2 separate regions of the Zea mays genome follow, and region 1 is linked to region 2. The links are chromatin contacts, called in public Hi-C maps. All regions are on one chromosome and are shown on one strand. The core of a region is the stretch at or near the end of the contact, and the rest is flanking DNA. Distances in the headings are between cores, read along the strand shown. Region 1 holds the start of LOC103626312 (glutamate receptor 3.4). Region 2 holds the start of LOC103626311 (glutamate receptor 3.5).

Region 1 (4,944 bases), core at 389-2,888, 230 kb before region 2:
TTCCAGGGCCATTCTGGGAGAAACGAACAGGGCCTAACTGATTTCACAAGGTACGCCATTTGACCACTCCGTCAGTAAGACAAACAGAAAAGTTAACATTAACAAATCATCTCATGAAACACGGGCCAAGTAATTATTAAAAATATAAAAATCAGATTAGTTGGGGCACCTAACTTAGTTTGACTAAACTACACTGGGACTGAGTGTTTAGTGTTTAGTGGTAGCTAAAAAATAACTCCAAAATATAGGCAATCTATAGCCCAGAAGAGGAATATAATAATAGAAAGGCAATGACAACGAGCTATAGCGACACCAGACACAAGTAAAACAATTACCATTGACCACGAACAAAAAAATAATGAAGATCATTCTCGCATTTGCTAAACCGTTGCCAAGGGTTATCGACTCACGGAGCGCGAATGAAGTGCTCCACGGCTCTACCGCAACAGTGCCACCTACGCCCCTCCCTTCGTCTCCTATGTTTTTTTGTGACAGTAAAGTTCTCTCTTGGATCAAGTCAGAATTTTGTTCAGGTTTTAGACGAAAATAATTTTTGTAGCGTGGATAGTAAGATAGACTTTCTCCACCCTCTTTTATGATTTACTGATAATATACCTCTTTTCTTTAATATTTGTCGTTAATTAATATATTTTTTAACTAAACCACGATGAATAAAAAAGAATGGAGGAAGTATAAAAGATGAAACAATAGGGATTAAGCCTACTGTAACAGCTGCTGGGTAAATATTTCCTCAAAACTTTGAAACATCTCTGTATGCAAAGAGGCCTCAATATTTCAATTACCCCTGCTACCTCTGCAGGAATTCTAATTCTTAATAAAACTATCCAAATAATGGGAAAACTTATTTTTTTGAAAGGCCACCCCGCCCAACTTGTTGGCACATGGACATGAGCTACTGAAGCTTCGGCAAAAGAAAAAAAAGGAAAGAGAGTGAGGGGAAACGAAAACCGAACCTTCGATGGTCCCAAGAAATCCGCTGCAGTTGGTATCCTGGGGCACCAAATTGAGTTGGGTTCTCGGGAGGACCTTGCCGTCCGAGTTGACGTCATCGACGGCGAGCTCGATGGCGAGCTTCGCTGCGCGGCCAATCGTGGAGTCGTACGTGAAGAGAGCGCCCACGGCCACCTCGCTCGGCGGCGCCCCCACCGCAGTGGCAAGGGCCAAGAACAGAATCACCAACTGAGCCGCGCCCATTAGAAGGCTGGAGTTCAAGCAGCATTAGAGGGCCGGAACCTTGGCACCAACCGCATCGGTCAGTTCGGAGAGGAGGGATGACTGAATGAGAGGCGCTGGGAGAACGAGGGACAGCGACGGCAGGGAGCGCTGGTTCTCTGAAGCCGCAAGAATTGGGTGGAGCTATGGTTTCATCGCAAAGCGAGATTCCGCGGGATGCCGGGATAAGCTTTGAGGCAACCGACGGACTGTACCCGAGCTAACTCTAACTCTGGGAACTCTATCGGATCTGATTCCGAACTCACAGAATGCGTAGGTGTGAGTCACGCATGACCCAAGCGCGCAGAGCGGAGTGACAGCGAGCGAGATGAAGAGGTATGGTGATGCTACCGCGCGATGGCGACGGGAAGGAAGAAATTTTGTCGTCACGGTCTCACGGACGTCGCACTCTGGCGAGAAAGATTTTTTTTTCATGCCGTCTCCATAGTCCATAGGTTTCACAATTTCGTTTGCATTGATCCAAATTTTGTTTTGACTTTTATATTCTTATATTTTGAATCGAAATCTATTTAAAATCGGACCGAAATTTGTTTTTCGGTGAGTATAAAAAACGAGAAATATCGTCGAAACTCGGTGATTTCGTTTTGGGAAAGAAAACACTGGTCCTTACCAATCATATCCCTAAATTTATCTTAATTTCAAACTACACTCTACTATACGAAATAGTACTTTAAACAACTATATACATGATTTGCTAAAAATATTCTAATATTAGTCACAGCCATGGATCCATCGGTGGGCCCATGCATCTCCGTTGACCACTCTAATCTTCCTTTGTAATAGCCTAGAAATTTTGATCCTTTGAACGATAAAAATATAGAAATTTTGAAGAATCCAAGCTCTATAGGGAAAATTCATATAAGCCCTACCGATCTAAGCAATGTCTTCTAATAAATTCTTTGAAATTTCTATAAATTGGACCTTTCTATTAAAGAAAATTTGGAGGAAAATAAAAATAAGCTCCAATTTCAATGTTTTGTTCTTATATGTCTTTTCCACATTGCTTCCAAAGCTATCTTTATAAACATAGAAATCTTGTGATTTGAGGTGCTAGGGCATTGTATTTCTATGTATTTTTTATTGTTATGTTTTATAAAAATCCTTTGTTTTAAGAGGACCTAATTTTTATGGACCCTTTGACGGTCAGGAGATACCTGAATGCCATTTGGATCTCCACTTAGCATGGTACCAGTACTCAGCAATGTTAATTTTACAATTTCTAAACCATTAGAAATTTTCACATGTGAAGGGACACAATTTCTCTAGCCTAGAGATGGGAGTGTGAGTTGTAGATGCACAACATTTGGTTGTTGAAACATGGGCGACAGAAGTTTTTTTCCTACAATTTGTTTTGTTCCTAGAAAATATGTGGCGAGTACCTATGAACGGGGTACCCAAAATAAGACCTATAATCTTTTCTTGGCCTATTTACCGAGTAAATTTGCGTGGCAGAGCGGTCGCCCAAGTCCCCACCGAGCAAGTTTGCGAGACGGAGCGGACAACCAAGTCCCCACCTAGCAAGTCTGCAAGGGGGTGAACGACCAAGTCCCCGCCGAGCAAGTCCGGGAGGCGGACAACCAAGTCCGTGCCGAGCAAGTCTGCAAGGTGAGGCGGACGACCAAATCCCCGCCGAGCAAATTCGCAAGGTGGAACGGATGACCAAGACCCCACTGAGTAAGTCTGCGAGGTGGGGCGGACAACCGAGTTACCACCAAGTGGGCCCACGAGAAAGAAACCCAGCTCGACGCAGCTGACCCATGTCGGCTATGATGGGACGCGCCATCCTTAGGCCACGCCCGAGTAAACATGCGACACACCGAGGGTGAGTCGAGTAGTCGCCATCAAGACACATACCATGCGCCCCGATCGTCGGATGAACTCAATGCCAGAATCCCATCAGTGACCCGAATACCTAGAAGGATTGGACAGTACACCATATCGAGTGTATGTCCACGACACGCTGAAGGATGATGTAGGGCTCATGACAATGGGAGGAGTCACATTTCATACGGCCGCACAGAAAGACTGATATGCGGGACCCACGTGCACTATGAAAGTCGCCTAGAGGGGGGGGGGTGAATAGGGCGAAACTGAAATTCTCAAAAATAATCACAACTACAAGTTGGGTTAGCGTTAGAAATATAATAGAGTCCACGAGAGAGGGTGCAAAACAAATCGCAAGCGAATAATGAAGTGAGACACGCGAATTTGTTTTACCGAGGTTCGGTTCTTTCAAACCTACTCCTCGTTGAGGAGGCCACAAAGGCCGGGTCTCTTTCAACCCTTACCCTCTCTCAAACGGTCCCACGGACCGAATGAGCTTTCTCTTCTCAATCACTTGGAACACAAAGTTCCCACAAGGACCACCACAAGTTTGGTGTCTCTTGCCTCAGTTACAAGTGAGTTTGATCGCTATGAAAGAATCAAAAAAGAAGAAGGCAATCCAAGCGCAAGAGCTCGAAAGAACACAAGCAAATCTCTCTCTCTAATCACTAGGGCGTTATGTGGAATTTGGAGAGGATTTGATCTCTTGAGTGTGTCTAGAATTGAATGCTAGAGCTCTTGTAAGTAGTTGGGAAGTGGAAAACTTGGATGCCATGAATGGTGGGTGGTTGGGGGTATTTATAGCCCCAACCACCAAACTAGCCGTTTGGTGAGGCTGTCTGTTCGATGGCGCACCAGACAGTCCGGTGCACACCGGACATGTCCGGTGCGACAGCCACGTCACCAAAGCCGTTGGGTTCCGACCGTTGGAGTTCTGACTTCTGGGCCCGCCTTGATGTCCGGTGGCGCACCGGACATGCACTGTAGATTGTCTGGTGCGCCAGCATGGGCGTGCCTGACCTCTGTGCGCGCTGCGCGCGCATTAAATGCGTCGCAGGTAGCCGTTGGCGCCGAAATAGTCGTTGCCCCGCTGTTACACCGGACAGTCCGGTGTACACCGGACAGTCCGGTGAATTATAGCGGAGCAGCTGAGATGAATTCCCGAGGCTGGCGAGTTCCGGAGGCCGCTCTTCCTTGGAGCACCGGACATGTCCGGTGTACACCGGACAGTCCGGTGAATTATAGCGGAGACGCCTCTGGAATTTCCCGAAGGTGACGAGTTTGAAGTCGGAGTCCTCTGGTGCACCGGACATGTCCGGTGGCACACCGGACAGTCCGGTGCGCCAGACCAGAGGTGCCTTCGGTTGTCCCTTTGCTCTTTGGTTGAACCCAATACTTGGTCTTTTTATTGGCTAAGTGTGAACCTTTGGCACCTGTATAACTTATGCACTAGAGCAAACTAGTTAGTCCAAATATTTGTGTTGGGCAATTCAACCACCAAAATTAATTAGGGACTAGGTGTAAGCCTAATTCCCTTTCAATCTCCCCCTTTTTGGTGATTGATGCCAACACAAACCAAAGCAAATATAAAGGTGCATAATTGAACTAGTTTGCATAATGTAAGTGCAAAGGTTGCTTGGAATTGAGCCAATAAATGTTACTTACTAGATGTGCATGGATTGTTTCTTTATTTTTAACATTTTGGACCACGCTTGCACCACATGTTTTGTTTTTGCAAATTCTTTTTGTAAATCCTTTTCAAAGTCCTTTTGCAACATAGTCAAAGGTAGATGAATAAGATTTTTGCAAAGCATTTTCAAGTTTAAAAATTTCTCCCCTTGTTTCAAATGCTTTTCCTTTGACTAA
Region 2 (5,524 bases), core at 949-3,448:
GCGGGTTTAGAAGGGCCGGCCCAGTTTCCTAACCGTGCCTGGCGGCCCGGGTCTGGGCCGGGCGGCCCGTTTGGCCATCTCTAATAATAGGGACGAAGGTAAGAAAAATATGAATCACAAGAGTGTTGAGCCAGTTGATGCCGAAAGACAACTTCGGGGGGAGTTGTGGCTGACGAAGCAAGAGACGAAGATAAGAATCGTGGAAGACTTGTCCGAAAGAAATGTGGATGGAGAAGTACGATATTGCCCTCATAGTGTTTGTATTTGTAGTAACTACTAATTATGTATAAGATGTGAGGATATATTTGTAATTTCGTCCAAAATTGTACCTCTCCCCTACAAATACATTAACAATATTGTTGAAGGGCTTCGTCTTCCGAAGGTCCTCAAAAACATGGTTTAACAATGTTTTCCAAGTGTAACATATGAACAGGTACCTTCGGACTTAGGTTAAAAGCATACACGATGTGAAAAGCATGGACGAGACGAAGGCTGATGTTGCTTCGAAGCTAAGCGCAAAATAGCTTCGACTCAATGGCGGAAAAAGGAACCGACTTAAAGGGGAAAAAACCATCTAATCTCCGTTGGGTTGACCATAAGTCAATAGTAAATATGAAGGGCATGGATGTAAATTTACACAGGTTGCGTCCTGTGCCTATAAATAGATGAACAGTACCCTCGTACTGTTCACGCTGACTTGTATTCGCTCGTGCGTCACGCTTGAACTTTTTGCCTTCTGTCAAGCCGAAGGTATAAATGTAATTCAATATTGTTCTTATTTATCTATGATGATATAATGAAGTTATATTGATAATGCTATATGATTATCCGTCCTATCTCTCATATTTTGTATGTTTCTCCTTTCATTAACATATATTGTGATGATGAAGTTACTTTTTCATGACCTTCGTCTGAAGATTATTATATCCTAAGAGAGTTAATGTTTCGAGGGACGAAGGGTATTAACCTTAACATTCTGTGTTGCCTTGTTCTTAACTCATATTATTTGAGAACAAGTCCCCAACAAATATCATATATAAATCACGTTTTAGAGAGTCCATAGATTCGTCTAGCTCAACCTTCAAAACTACCTTTGAGCTATCAGTTGTGTAAAGTCGAAGATATGATTGTAATCATTTGTTGCATTGTAGGGGATAAGGTGAAATGTAAAGTGTGCTTATTTAGATGAGTGATATATTTGTTCTTCTTGTTTTACATATTACCTTCGTTACTTAATGGTCATATTCATTTATCTTCTTTTATTGGTTGCTTATGATCTAAAGACACGATTTAGAAAAGCTCGAAAAAGTGGAGCTCAGTAGTCTAGTCGTTCATCTCTGAAAATATCTGTATTTTTGGGAGCATTTTACTTAGCACAACCGTCTCTAAAACATCTTTGGAAAAAAACTTTTGTGAAAGTTCTAATCCTTAATTGACACATGCATGAAAGAGAAAAAAGATAGACGAAGCGGACCGGAAAAGACCCAACCTTTGATGGTGCCGAGGAAGCCGCTGCAGTTGGTGTCCATAGACACCAAGTTGAGCTTGGTCCACGCGAGCACCTTGTCGTCCGCGTTAACGTCGTCGACGGCGAGCTCGATGGCGAGCTGCGCGGCGCGGCCAATCGTGGAGTCGTACGTGAAGAGGGCGCCCACGGCCACCTCGCTTGGCAGTGCCCCCGCCGCCGCCGCCGTCGGCGCGGCGGCCGCAGTGGCCAAGAGCGCAGCCACCACCACCAACTGAGCCACACCGCCCATCATTAATCCCCACCCAAGCGCTTGCCTTTGGCTAGTCTAGAGCACGATGGGCGCCGCCGCCGCCGCCGGGAGCACCAGAACCGCCAGTCGCATCGGTTAGTACGTTGCTTGGGAAGAAGAAAGCAGAGGAGGAATGAATGAGAGGCGCTGGTTTTGAGGTGCGCAAGGAATGAGGAGGGGTTAGCTAGCTAGAGAGAAGACGACGGCTATGGCCAGCGCCAGCCAACCGGTGAGGTGAGGATGACGTGGTAGCCTTGTCGTGACCGTTGTCAGGGGACGGCACAGTAGCCGTCGCCATCGGACGGCCGTGTTGAGGTGAGCCTGCGAACGAGCACTGTGTGTGGTTGAGTGGTTCTGCTTTTCTCTGTTGTTCGATCGCGCTGTTACTGTGCTAGCTGCCATCTGACCTGCACGTCAAGATCAGAGGAGCCTGAGCCTCCGATGGACGGGACCGGACGGCACGTCAAGCTTGCATTGAAGACCGTATCGGATGGATCGGAATGTGCGTGTGCACTGTGGTACTATGCAGCAGGAGTGATCAGTCAAGGTCACGCTCACGCATGATGTGGCTTAGCAAGACAAGGAAAGAATTTCTCCTAATCCATCGGCCGGGCAAGCAAAAGGTTGCCCTGGATTGAACGATTCTTTGAGATTTCAACTGGGCAAAGTGATTCTGATCCGCCCTGCCCCCGCCTCGTCTGCATTCCGTGCCTCCGAGACTAGCGCTTTCGTGTCGTGTATTTCAGCTCTTACTTACCTTGATACCCTCTCTAACCTCCTCCTCCTCCTCCTCAGATCCTCTCTATATAGCGTTCAAGTACAAAGCTTGCTTAAGCATTACACGTACGCAAAGATCGAGCTTTTAATTTGCTTTGTTCACGAATTGTTGTTTTTGCATGCACCATGGACGACGACCTGAAACATCTGAGGTAGTAAAAATTGCAAGAGGCCTTTGTCGCTTCATCCGGCTTGGTGTTCTGCCTCCAATCCTCCGGTCCATCTTGGTGCTCAAATTCATAACCATATATATGTGGCGTTTGCTTTGCTCTTCGCATGCACAGGGTCAGCTTCTCTGGGGTGAGGCAGGGCGGCGAGACAGTACCACTACCATCACAGCGAAGGACGAGTTCACGCAGAGGTGAAACTAAAATAAGCTTCCGCGACGGTTAAAAAACTGGCGAGGCAGGTGACTGATGTCTAATGCAGGCTCTCGCATTTCTGTTTTAGCGAGTGATGCGGCAGAGGAGTACGACGCGGCGTACGCGGCCACGGTGGCAGCAGTCGCCTACGCCATCGCCGCGCGAGAGGAGAGGCTGTCAGCGTCTCAAGAGAGCACGCCGTATGCTGCCGCGGACAGGCTTGCGCGTGGAAACAAGCAGTCCAGCAAGTCAGCACGCACAACCAAGAGAGGCGAGAGCCTGGAGAAGCCAAATTTCGAAGGCAGAAGGTCCTCTTCCTCGAGATGGTTCACTGGCAAAGAGCCCATAGACGATGACTACCAAGATGAACAGGGTACATACTATATATATATATATATCTAATAACTGGAATTTTGATTTCGAACTTTTCTTTTGCTTTCTGCTGGCATCATATGCATGGCCCGGGGTGAAATTTCAGCTAACGTGTCAGTGAAACGGCCACTAAGACCGGCTCAGAAGAAGCCAGCACCAGCAGAGGGTGCGGCCTCAGACGAAAGGCTCCCTGCTCTCGCTGATCCTGCACTACGCGTAAGGAAGGACTTCAGTTTCACCCGGAAACCGTCAGAGAAGAGAGGAAGTAGGCGATTCGAGCAAGATCAGGGGAACCAGACAACAGCGCCGCCGCCGCCGCCGCCAACGGCACGGCCATCGGACAAGGCGTCGAGCTCGTATTCGGCGGCCGGTAGTAGGGACAGCGGAGCTGCCACCACGTCCGGTGGACCAATGGCGTTCTCCAGCGAAAACGAAGCCATGGCAGATGCGTGGGAGAAGGAGAAGCTGGCGAGAATCAAGAGGAAGTAAGCGGCTGGTGATCAGTTTGATGATCGATGTACTTGTTTCGAGGCACGCAGATTATATTCAAATTTAATCTGCCACAAATTCCTGCCTGCAGGTACAACGAGACGATGCAGACGATTGCTGCATGGGAGGCCGAGAAGAAGGCCAATGCCAGGCGCCAAAAGCAGCTGAAAGATGAGGTTTGGTTCTGCTTGTTTTCAGAAGATTTGTCGGAACGACGACGACCTCGTTTCGTTTTCATTGATCTCCGGTCCTTCCTTTGTAGAGTGAGTCGGAGAGGAAGCGTGCCAAGGCGCTGGAGGAGTACACCGAGGAGATGTCGAGGATCAACAAGGTGGCCGCTGCGTCGAGGCTGACGGCGGAGGAGAAGAAGAGGAGTGCCGAGAGGAAGGCCAGGGACAAGGCGCACACAATAAGGTCCACGGGGAAGCTTCCCGGGGCATGTGGGTGTTTCTAATGAAACCGCACGCGCACCCGTCCATGATGAGTCGACGTGCATGATTGTGTGTGTGTGTATAGGCCTCGATCTCGATCAACACATGGATCCATTTGGTACTAAATCGAAAGGGAACGACATGAATATTTGAGCATAGACGTGAGGGCAAGCATCTTTGTCCAGAATTTCGGGTGGCTGGCGAGCAACATTCGAACTTTCAGCCTATCACCATTGCATATACCCATCCGTGGCTCTCTTTCGGGGCCTGGTCTGGCAAAGCTCCTATCGGCTTCAGCTTTCTTGATAGAGCTACTATCCGCGACCGCGTAATATTTATACACCGTTCATAAAATTCTTTTTCTTTCTCTTATCTTTTTTATCAGAGTCGAGATAATTTTTTTCTCCACTCTAGCTACAATGTAAAAGTAGAGGCTCTCCATGCAGGGCTACAGCGGGCCGGCTTCAATAACCTCCACCTTCCCACCATCTTAGAGTGTCTCCAGTATAATGTGAAAAATAGCGGAGGTGAAATTATAAATAATACTATTTGACACTGTTTATAAAAAAAGTTTAAAATATAAAATGAGATAAGGGACGTGATATAGGATCTGCTGCAGAGATAGCCTTAGAGCAACTTCAATAGTTCTATAAACAACTCTGTAAATCTTAAATTTTAAAAGTAAACAAAAAAATATTTCTCGAGCAGTTCTCCAAATAGACTTTCTAAATTTAGTTACTTATTATCCAATCCTATTTACTTTCTAGATTTGGCAACTCGATAATCACTCCGATTTCTTCACACCCACGTGCTCATTTTTTACCTTTCCCACGCAGCGAGGTAGCTAGATCTAGCAATGCCTTTTTTTTACTTTTCCGTGCAGTGACGCATCTAGGTCCAACACACGTGACACAAGTTTTTCATCCAACGTCTGACCACCGCCGCCCTATAGATTGCGCTACCTGTCGGGGACCATAATTAGGGATACCCTCAAGTCTCCTAATTCTCAGCTGGTAACCTCCATCAGCATAAAGCTGCAAAGGCCTGATGGGTGCGATTAAGTGAGGGATCGGTCCATTCGAGGGACTCGATCACGCCTCGCCCGAGCCTAGCCTTGGACAAGGGCAGCCGACCCCAGAGGATCTCCGTCTCGCCCAAGGCCCCCCTCCAGCGACGAACATACTTCTGGCTCGCCCGAGGCCCTGTCTTCGCCAAGAAACAACCCTGACCAAATCGCCGCGTCAACCGACCAGATCGCAGGAGCATTTAATACAAAGGTGGCCTGACACCTTTATCCTGACACGCGTCCTCCAGTCGACAGAGCCGAAGTGACCGC

What was found. A called contact is a pair of places that touch in the nucleus more often than the background predicts.
Region 1: a Hi-C map of ear shows a contact between it and region 2, with 3 times the contacts expected there. The contact joins the promoter of LOC103626312 here to the promoter of LOC103626311 in region 2. A contact is called at or near these places in 7 of 25 Hi-C or Micro-C datasets (ear, endosperm, leaf and 2 more).

What each region holds. Positions count from the first base shown.
Region 1 is chr5:48,421,283-48,426,226 of Zm-B73-REFERENCE-NAM-5.0, reverse strand. LOC103626312 (glutamate receptor 3.4) reads right to left here and starts at 1,638. Exons shown (of 6, transcript XM_020538335.2): 1 at 975-1,638. The coding sequence starts at 1,215.
Region 2 is chr5:48,194,297-48,199,820 of Zm-B73-REFERENCE-NAM-5.0, reverse strand. LOC103626311 (glutamate receptor 3.5) reads right to left here and starts at 2,198. Exons shown (of 6, transcript XM_008646703.4): 1 at 1,490-2,198. The coding sequence starts at 1,760. It overlaps LOC100193618 (Remorin family protein), which reads left to right and starts at 2,607. Exons shown (of 6, transcript NM_001138719.1): 1 at 2,607-2,686; 2 at 2,819-2,895; 3 at 2,985-3,269; 4 at 3,375-3,753; 5 at 3,849-3,933; 6 at 4,020-4,357. The coding sequence starts at 2,661. The coding sequence ends at 4,211.